2 separate regions of the Zea mays genome follow, and region 2 is linked to region 1. The links are chromatin contacts, called in public Hi-C maps. All regions are on one chromosome and are shown on one strand. Each heading gives the region's core, a stretch centred on a gene start, on an enhancer-like site or on the middle of the called end of the contact. The rest is flanking DNA. Distances are from core to core; before and after follow the strand shown.

Region 1 (4,771 bases), core at 876-3,375:
TGGTTTATCCCGTGGTTCGGCCAAGTCCAACACTTGCCTACTCCACGTTGTGGCGTCCCAACGGACGAGGGTTGCACTCAACCCCTTTCAAGTGGTCCAAAGACCCACTTGAATACCACGGTGTTTTGCTTTCACTTTACTATATCCCGCTTGGGAGGAATCTCCACAACTTGGAGCCTCTCGCCCTTACACTTTGATGTTCACAAAGAAGCGCGGAGTAAGGATGGGATGAGCAACGCACACAAGACACAAAATCAGAGCAACAACACGCACGCAAGTCACAACACGAGCTCTCAACACAACTCAAAGAGTTCTCTACTCAAATGGAGCTCTAGTTGCTATCACAAAGAATCGAATGCGCAGAATTTGAGTCTTGGTGCTTAGGAATGCTTAGAGAATGCTTGGTGTGTTCCTCCATGCGCCTAGGGGTCCCTTTTATAGCCCCAAGGCAGCTAGGAGCCGTTGAGTGCATTTCAGGAAGGCAATTCTTGCCTTCTGTCGCCTGGCGCACCGGACAGTCCGGTGCACCACCGGACACTATCCGATGCGGATTACTTTCCTTCTTTGGTGAAGCCGACCGTTCGAGTTTCAGAGCCGTTGGCGCACCAGACATTGTCCGGTGCACACCGGACAGTCCGGTGCCCCCTTCTGACCGTTGGCTCTGCCACGCGTCGCGCGCGGATTACACGGCCGACCGTTGGGCGGGCCGACTGTTGGCTCACCGGACAGTCCGGTGATTTATAGTCGTACACTGTCGTCGAAGTCCCGAGAGCAGCCAGTTGACAGCCGCCAGCCTGGCGCACCGGACAGTCCGGTGCACCCAGACTGCGCAGAGTCTTGGCTGCTCAGCCAAGTCTTTTCCAAATTGGTCTTTTCCTGTTTCTAGCACTTAGACACACTACATTAGTCTTCAAAACAATGTACTAGGTCTTAGAAACATACCTTTACTCTTGATTTGCACTTTGTCCATCAATTGGCATAGATTAACACTTAAGCACTTGTGTTGGCACTCAATCACCAAAATACTTAGAAATGGCTCAAGGGCACATTTCCCTTTCAGTCTCCTTGGTAGAAATGAACGGGAATTCTAGGCCCCTTGCCAAATGGGTAACATGGCTTGTGGATAAAGATGTGCAATCTCTGCAGAGTGTAAAACTGGTATATCAGTCGTGCTCATGGTAAAGAGCGACTCAGGACTCTCGCATGATTAACTTATTGAATTAAACTTAATCTATCACATGCATTGCATTGTGGGATTTGTTATAACTGAGATCTCTTATTTTATTGGAATGGTGTAGTAACTGCTGATAAAATTTTAACCAACTTATTAAAAGCAATGCTCAGCCTTAACCATTATTTGTTAATCAGCCGTACACTACACAAGAGCCCCCACCATAAGTGAGCTCATGCACATTATCCCCCACACTTGCTGAGTGATGCACATCTGTGAGCTCACCCTTGCGATAATTTCCCCCCACAGGTGAAGAGCAGGTTCCACCGGAGGAGGACTACTACAACGAGTTCAACGAGATCTAGGTGTCGTCTCCCAGTCAGCTGTTGACGCTGAGGAATAATTATCTTAGTCTGATTTATTTATTATCAGTTATTTTATAAGACATTTTTGTTATGTAATAAAGTTTGTGACATTCGTCTCTATACATTGAGTCATTGTATGTGTTGATCTTGTTTGGCGCATATATGAGACGTATCCGGGTTTACCCTTTAAATCTAGGTATGATAGTGCTTCTTCGGGTTCTTGCTCCGCTATAGTGTGTATTTAGGGGGTGTTTGAATGCACTAGATCTAATAGATAGTTGACTAAAAAATTACTAGTGAAATTAGTTAGCTAACAAATAGCTAGCTAACTATTAGCTAATTTGCTAAAAGTGACTAGTGTATGAATTATTAGCTAGATTGTTTGGATGTCTTTAACTAATTTTAACAGCTAACTATTAGTTTCAGTGAAGTCAAACATCCCCTAGGCCGATTGTCTTCTATCTTGAGCATAAAACCAATTGGCTATATTCTATCTCAAGTATGTTGTCTTCTATCTTGAGCATAAAACCAATTGGCTATATTATATCTCAAGTATAGAGCTAAGAGCGTGTGGTGAGTTTTTTTTTAATCAAGTGTCGGAGACACAGGTCAACTCAACTACAACCGGAGTACCATAACCTATGGACAACACCAACATGGTCGTGGTGACGACGCGGGATTCCGGAATCCTGGCACGGTTCCTCATCAAGCCCGCGGCATTCCACCCGTGGCGCGACCGCGCCACCACGCAGCCCACGCACCAACGCCGCCCTAATAAATCCCCTGCGCTCCGCGCCCGCCGGCTCGCAACCCTAACCTTCCTCCCCTGCTCCGCCGCCGCCACGGTCGCCTCTACTGCCATGGTGAGCGCTGAAGTCGGCATCGATTACGTGCTGTGGACGGAGGACGAGGTGTCCACCCGCGTGGGCGAGGTCGCCGCCGAGCTCGCGGCCGACCTGCGCGCGTTGCCGGAGCCCGCCGTCATCGTCGGCGTCGCCACGGGCGCGTTCCTCTTCCTCGCTGACCTCGTCCGGCGCGTCGACGTGCGGCTCGTGGTCGACCTCGTGCGCGTCGAGTCCTATGGGGCGGGCACAGAGTCCAGCGGCAAGCCACGTATCACGGCCGACCTCAAAGTCGATGTGGCCGGGAAGCATGTGGTCGTGGTGAGGAGCTCTACCCTTACTCGTGATCGTGAACCGCTTTTGTGTGGTTGACGTGTCCTTTTGCCCTTATAGTGTGGTGGTGTCCTGTACCAAGAATTGGTTGGCTTTGATCATTTTGCTGGTACCCGTCATTTGCTTGTGGACGGACTCAATGGAAGATAATTCACCTGACCTCCTCTAGATTGTTTACCTTCACTCTGTAATTAAGTAGATAGTCTTGGTCCTGTGTTTCACGTTCCCAGAGAGAGAATACTAGAAATTTAGGATGGCTGTCCAAACATGACTCGTAATAATTATTTTTTGTCTGGACCAGGAACAGAAACCATCGACCTAACAAGGTACTAATAACCTGAAATTAATCAGTGTACAATATTTTCAGGGAGGTCTAGGAGAAAAGCCGAGGATGTTCACTAAGCCGTATAAGATTATCTGAGCACTGTTTGTAAATTGTATAAATATCTGCTGGTTAGGCCACCTATATCATAGGGCATATACAGTTTGTAGAAGTGCCTTTTTGAAGCGGGACATTTAGAGCTACTCAGAATGAAATAGTTTTGTCTAGAGCATCTAACAGTTTTAAACTTAAATACAGCATTCACATTTTGTCCTTGTTTGCAATCTTGTGGTACGGCTCTAAAATATAGGCACCAAGGGAATCACTAATGTGTTGCTTGATTCATGTTTTATATGTCTAGGAATAGTATTCAATTGAGAAATTTGCTCTGCACTGTGTCTAATTGATACTATGGGAAATGCATTTTTTTAAAAAAAGAAATCATTGATTATGTTAATTAGTTTTTCGTATTATTATCGTTTTGTTGTCTTAACTTCCTATAATTGTCTGAGATGACTTCCTAGTTCTTGGGTCTATTTGAGCTGGTATATGGAATTTGATAATGATTTCATATCTCGGTAGGTTGAAGATATTGTTGACACAGGGAATACTCTGTCCTATCTCATTGCTCATTTGGAGAAGAAAGGTGCATCATCCATATCGGTTTGCACTTTTCTTGACAAACCAGCAAGAAGGAAAGTCAATGTTCATCTAGTAGGGGATGGAAAATTTTACCGTGGATTTGAGGTACCAGTACAAGTACCACCTCTCTCTCTCTCTCTCTCTCTACCCCTCCCTCCCTCCCCATCTATGGCATTGGCATGCACTTCAACACATTTCCACAAAATGTTATATTGTTAAGTAGCAGTTTGCATCTTTTGTTGGTAACAGCTATAGTACTGAAAACTGAAAAGCTCTCCTGGGCTGCCCTTCCCCACCTTGTAAGTACTAATTCATTTTTGTTCCTTTTCAGTGCCCAGACTACTTTGTTGTTGGCTATGGTTTAGATTACGCGGAGCTCTACCGTAACCTGCCTTATGTCGGAGTTCTCAAGCCCGAGATGTACAAAAAGGATTCAAGCAATTAGACCTGAGGCTGTACCTGCACCTTGTGCAATCGATCGATACGAAGATCTCAGTTACAAATGATACAGAGATCCCAGTTTTGATCAACAACTTTACCGAAGCAGAACTTCTTAATGCAAATGATACGAGGGGGAAAAAGGCAAAAAAAAAACAGAAAGATCTAGTTTACCTTTTTTCTGTAAGTTCAGGAAAACTTCAGTTTTTTCCAGGTTTCTGTAGCATAACAGCAAGATGTACAACTGTCAGTTTTGTTTGTCACCAAACAGCAACCCAGAAGGGAAAGATGTAGTTATATGGCATGTTACATTTTCAGTTTACAGGCTAAACAGCTTACAGTGTCTTGTAGTGAGATGTAACTGTAAGGTCGGGGAGCTTAGTGAGGTCAGGGTGGGCCATGCGTTCCCCTGCCCAACATAACCACCATTGAGCAAACAGTATTTTCATTACCGTTTAGAGACTGTTTGGTTGAGTTGTTGCTAAAAAAAGCTGACGTGGAATGTGAGATGTGAAAAAAATTGCTATAGCTTGTGAGTTGTCAAAAAACTAAAAACTGTTTGTTAAAAACTAAGTCACTAAAAGTTCTTTCATATATATTTTCATAGTTTCATTTCAAAGTTGCTAAAAACAAATTCAGAGGTGCTTTCAGTTTTGCA
Region 2 (4,771 bases), core at 1,086-3,585, 130 kb before region 1:
TAGCAAGGGTAGAGATACAAACTCCAGTGGACGACGTCAGTATTTTTAACGAGGTATCTGGAACCACGCAAGGTCCTGACTAATCCTCGTTGGTGCACCTACACAATGGGTAGCCCACGCGAGGGCCAAGCACCACGGTCGAGTAACTTCATAGAGAGCCACGGGCCTTCTGCACGCACTTTTGGCTCCTCATGGACACTCCCCACCATCTCCACTGTCGAGCTTCCGGCCGAAACACCGCAGGCCTAGTTCCCTCTGGTACACGGTGGCAACCATAACACAAACTTGGTTGTCACGGTCTCGTAAGACTCTCGCCCCACTCTGTACAATTACAACGGCTCGCTCAAGAGCCAAGGGGTTTGGTGTGTTTTCTTAACTCACTCAACTAACTAGAAACAACTTAGAGCAAGTGCATAAGCGGTCTAACTAAATTAAACACTTCACAAAGCACCTACGCTAATCACCGAGTGATTCTATTAAGCACTTGGGTGTATGAGCATTTGAAAATGTCTACAATATGTGTTGGTATGTTGCTTGGGTTCCCACACATTCAAATGCCCGGTTGGGTGAAGTATATATAGGCCCCAACTCGAAACTAGCAGTTAGAGAAAAGTTGCTGCTTCTCTGTGGCACACCGAACAGTCCGATGGTAGGCACCGAACAGTTTGGTGCCCCTGTTCGGTGCACCACTAGCTGTTGGTTCTGACTGTTGCAGGTGAATGTTGTCGCGCATTGTCTTACACTGGACAGTCTGGTGGCTCTCCTCCGCAGTGCCACCAGGAACTAGCCATTGGGCTACTGTTCCCTGGTGCACCGTATAGTCCGACAGTGTGCTACTGAACGGTCCGATGTTCTTGACCGAACGGTCCGCTAGTGGAAACACTTTCTTTAGGTCTTAGACTTTGCTTGATATTCGTTGTTCTTCACTTATGGTCTTCATAATGTCTTCTTTTGAAGTGTTGCTTCCTCAATTCCTTAGTCCAAGTCACTTTAGCATCCTATGAACTACAAATACAAACACTAGCAAACACATTAGTCCACAGGTTATGTTGCTCATCAAACACCAAAGTCAATTAGTTAAATAGGCCAATGTCCATTTTCCTTACAAAAGTAAAGGAAATGTAAATGTTTGGTTGATTTGTTCGATTGTGGGGGGCACACAATCGGTCATACCCCTTCATATATATAGGGGAAGGTCTGAACCCGTTCCTAAGCATTCTCCAACAGAATCTGCGTAATTAGATAGATAAGCACGTACGGAAAAAGGACTTTACTGGCTGAGTTAATCTAATCGCGGACTGTCCGAGGCGATATACAAAGAGTGTTTGACACTGTTCCACAAACTGTACTCTATAGATTATCTTATATTAACTCTATGAAACGTAAAGTTTGCCTCTTAAGTACTGTTATAATTGTACTTTTTTATTTGAAGCAGACCTGAACAATAATAAGTTGAACAGTGTCAAACGCGCCTATATATACTATGAAAAAAGGTCGAAATCGAAATCTCCGTGCAATCTGAAGCCTTGAGTCAGCATTGAGCAGGCAAGCAAGCAAGCCTACCCTACCCTACCCGTGGAGAACGTTGAGATCGACAGTATTGGTCGGTTGCTCCTCGGTGGTTGGGTTTGGGTCTGGCCGGTCAATCGCTGGTCCCCGGAGGGCGTGGCCCCGGGCTATATGATGGGCGCGGTCGTTCAACGCGGATACGTGCGAGGAAGAGTGACCGGATCTGTGACTTGAGCACGCACGCGTCCCTGCCGTGCGCGCGGGTGGGCTGATTCCTGACATAAAATCGTAGTGGCAGCCATTTAAAATCTAAGTCCCGTTTGTTTCCATTCTAATAACTATAATTTAAACAAACTAATTAACTTAATATATTTATATATATAATGTATTTATATATTATTTTAAATCATATAACAGAGATTATACAATACATTTAGGATATAGAGAAGTAAATAAAAAAGTGTGCTATAAGTTCTATATTAGAAAAAGTAACATATAAATCTATAGAATTAATTTCTATCTCTTACCCTATGAGCTTGAGATAGATTTATATATGAAATTTGGAAAGTTGTAATTAAATTCTAATGTCTGAAAATGAAGTGAATAAAACGTAGCCTAATTGAATTTGCTAAAGTTGAATCGATATAAATATCGTGATAGCAGTAGATAGCAACACATGCCGTTGAACCGATGGTATAGTTGTGCCGTTGTGCGGCAAGCAAGCACGCACGCACGAGAAAGGAGGAACGGACAAAGAAGGGGGCTGCTCGGAGCCATCGGTTGCTCACATGCCCTGCACCGCTTGCGCTGGCAATATTCCCGTTCGGCCATTTGTATGGAACGTGCATGCATTCGGGTTAGCGCCAGCCGCCAGTGCTTGCTTCCTAGTAGACTCCTAGTACTGTACAAACTGACGGGTCGGCCGGCCGAATCCGTTTGTTCCATGCCGAGCCAGCCGGCCAGCTACCGACACAAGAACCTGCGCCGAAAGCTGTGCCGTATAGTGTGTGGGTTTTTCTCGGGAGCAGACCAACAGCAGTCGACGGGAGGATCGACCGACCGACCTGCTTGGGAGCGTGGTCTGCGAGATGTATCTTTTCGGCGTTCGTGTTGGATTTATAGGTTAGACCTGACTCTGAAATTTAATTACATCCTATACAAATCTTAAAAGGCCGTGTATAGATATGACTAGTAGACATTGGAACAAATAGTCATATATTGCTAGTTTAAGTGGTGTGGAATTAGTTTAAATACGAATGTTACAATCACCAAGTCATGGATGAGGAGAGAGCGTGGAAAACCACGCACGCGCGCTTGCTCGCCTCGCCCCCTGGGCGGACGAAGGGTGCGGGCACACGACACGCACATGAATGGTCTATTAAAATCTGGCCCCTCGCCTTATGGGGGCGCACGAGTCTATTAGTTCTTGGATAGCGTGCGGATCGGATCGCGGGTCCTTATGGGTTCGCGGTCACGCGCCTTACAGCCAACGCCAAACCCATCCCAACACAAGTTAAGTTTTCGTCTCTGCTCACAACTACGTCGCCATCGTATTTGTCTTCATCCCGACCGCCGACGTGCATCTGCGATCGGGAGAGCAGGTCTCCGGAACCGTCGACTTCGAGATCCTACACCCGAAGAGGGTGAATAAGGTTTTTAGGAAGCGTCCTCACGCGACTGCTCGCGATCTTGTCGTCAAACCTGCCGCTTCGACATCGTCGACCCTGCTACCTCGACATCATCGACCCTGAGGCTTTGCCATTATTGACTATTCGGCTTCCACCCGCGTCATCTACCAGTATGTCTGATTAATACACATCATCTAATTTGACCTTATACTTCAGTTTATCTGTTATGATAGAGGTGTGCTGTCTTTTTATGATTAGCCTGTTAGGCTGTTAGTTTACTTGTGGTGGAACAGACATCTAGACTATTTATTATTGGTCATGATTTATATTCGGAATTTGATCTAGAAAATATATAATTGTTCAACAGTCCAAAAACCTTATTGTAGACAATTTCCTGGTTTAACTATGGCTGGTTTTGCTGATGCGCTGAACCTAGAAAAATATCTCTGGTATACACTTCAAGAGGTGGCCTGTCAAGGACACTCTCTTGCTTACTACTATCAATGTGTTTCATGTTAGTAAAGGCAAACCTGAGGGCGTACTGAATCCTGAAGAGGAGAAAAAGTATGTCGATGCCAATACTATCTTTAGGGGGCAATTCTTAGCATCCTTGTTGATCGTCTAGCTTATGCGAATATGCAATACACAGACGAGGAGTTTTGGGATGCACTTACTATAAAGTATGGTGCATCAGGTGCTGGCAGTGACCTGTATGTCATAGAGAGCTTTCATGATTATAAGATGGTTGATAATCGCTCTATTGTTGAGCAAGCTCATGAAATACAATGTATTGCCAAGGAGCTCGACCACCTTAAGATTGTCCTTCGTGACCGATTTGTGGATGGGTACATTATTGCAAAGTTGCCTTCTACATGGAGAAACTTCGCCACATCTCTGAAACATAAGAGACATGAGATATCAGTTGAAAATTTGATAGTGTCTCTGGATGTTGAGGAGAAATCTCGGGCTAAGGACACAGGTTCTAAAGGAGGCGAGGGCCACTCCAACGCCAACATGGTTCAGAAGAACCATAACAAGGGCAAATGAAATACAAAATCTAACAAGCCCAACAAAACCACCAACTTCAAGAAGAAGAAGAACAAGGCTGGAGTGACATGTTTCGCGTGTGGTGAGACATGTCATTTTGTAAAGGATTGTCCTGATCGAGCGGATCGTCGTGCCAAAAGGGCAATGTCAACACAGTGGTCACTAACAAAATGGGAGACAAAAGGTATGGTAATCTACCTTTCATCTTCTCAGTATTTGAATCACCTAGCTCGTGGCTTGATACTAGTGCTAATGTTCATGTGTGTTATGACAATAATTTGTTTTCTTCTTATCAGGGTGCCTAGGATTCCTTTGTCCTAATGGGGAATGTGTCACATGCTTCTGTTCATGGCATTGGTATGGTGAATCTGAAGTTTACTTTGGGAAAGATCGTGCAACTGAAGAACGTGCATCATGACCCTTCTATGCACAAGAACCCTTCTATATAGATATGGGTTCAAGGTAGTTTTGGAGTCCAATAAAATAGTAGTGTTTAAGTTTGGACAATTTATTGGTAAAGGCTATGATTATAGAGGATTGTTCCATTTTTCTCTGTTAGATTTCAATAATAAGTATGTGAGCCATAT

Evidence for each region. Hi-C and Micro-C count contacts between places; a contact is called where the count stands out from the background.
Region 2: a contact with region 1 is called in a Hi-C map of ear, with 2.6 times the contacts expected there. The contact joins the enhancer-like site here to the promoter of LOC100281175 in region 1. A contact is called at or near these places in 2 of 25 Hi-C or Micro-C datasets (ear and tassel).

The regions. Positions count from the first base shown.
Region 1 is chr6:138,718,496-138,723,266 of Zm-B73-REFERENCE-NAM-5.0, reverse strand. It overlaps LOC100281175 (bifunctional protein tilS/hprT), which reads left to right and starts at 2,125. Exons shown (of 3, transcript NM_001154094.2): 1 at 2,125-2,699; 2 at 3,616-3,780; 3 at 4,007-4,466. The coding sequence starts at 2,178. The coding sequence ends at 4,120.
Region 2 is chr6:138,851,030-138,855,800 of Zm-B73-REFERENCE-NAM-5.0, reverse strand. No RefSeq gene overlaps it. Among protein-coding and RNA genes, the nearest start is that of LOC100285016, 19 kb to the left of the region's middle. Within about 2 kb of position 2,335, at least 19 of the 20 cell types and tissues checked have an H3K27ac peak or open chromatin away from gene starts, as enhancers often do. A contact at or near this core is called in ear and tassel, where this site is marked.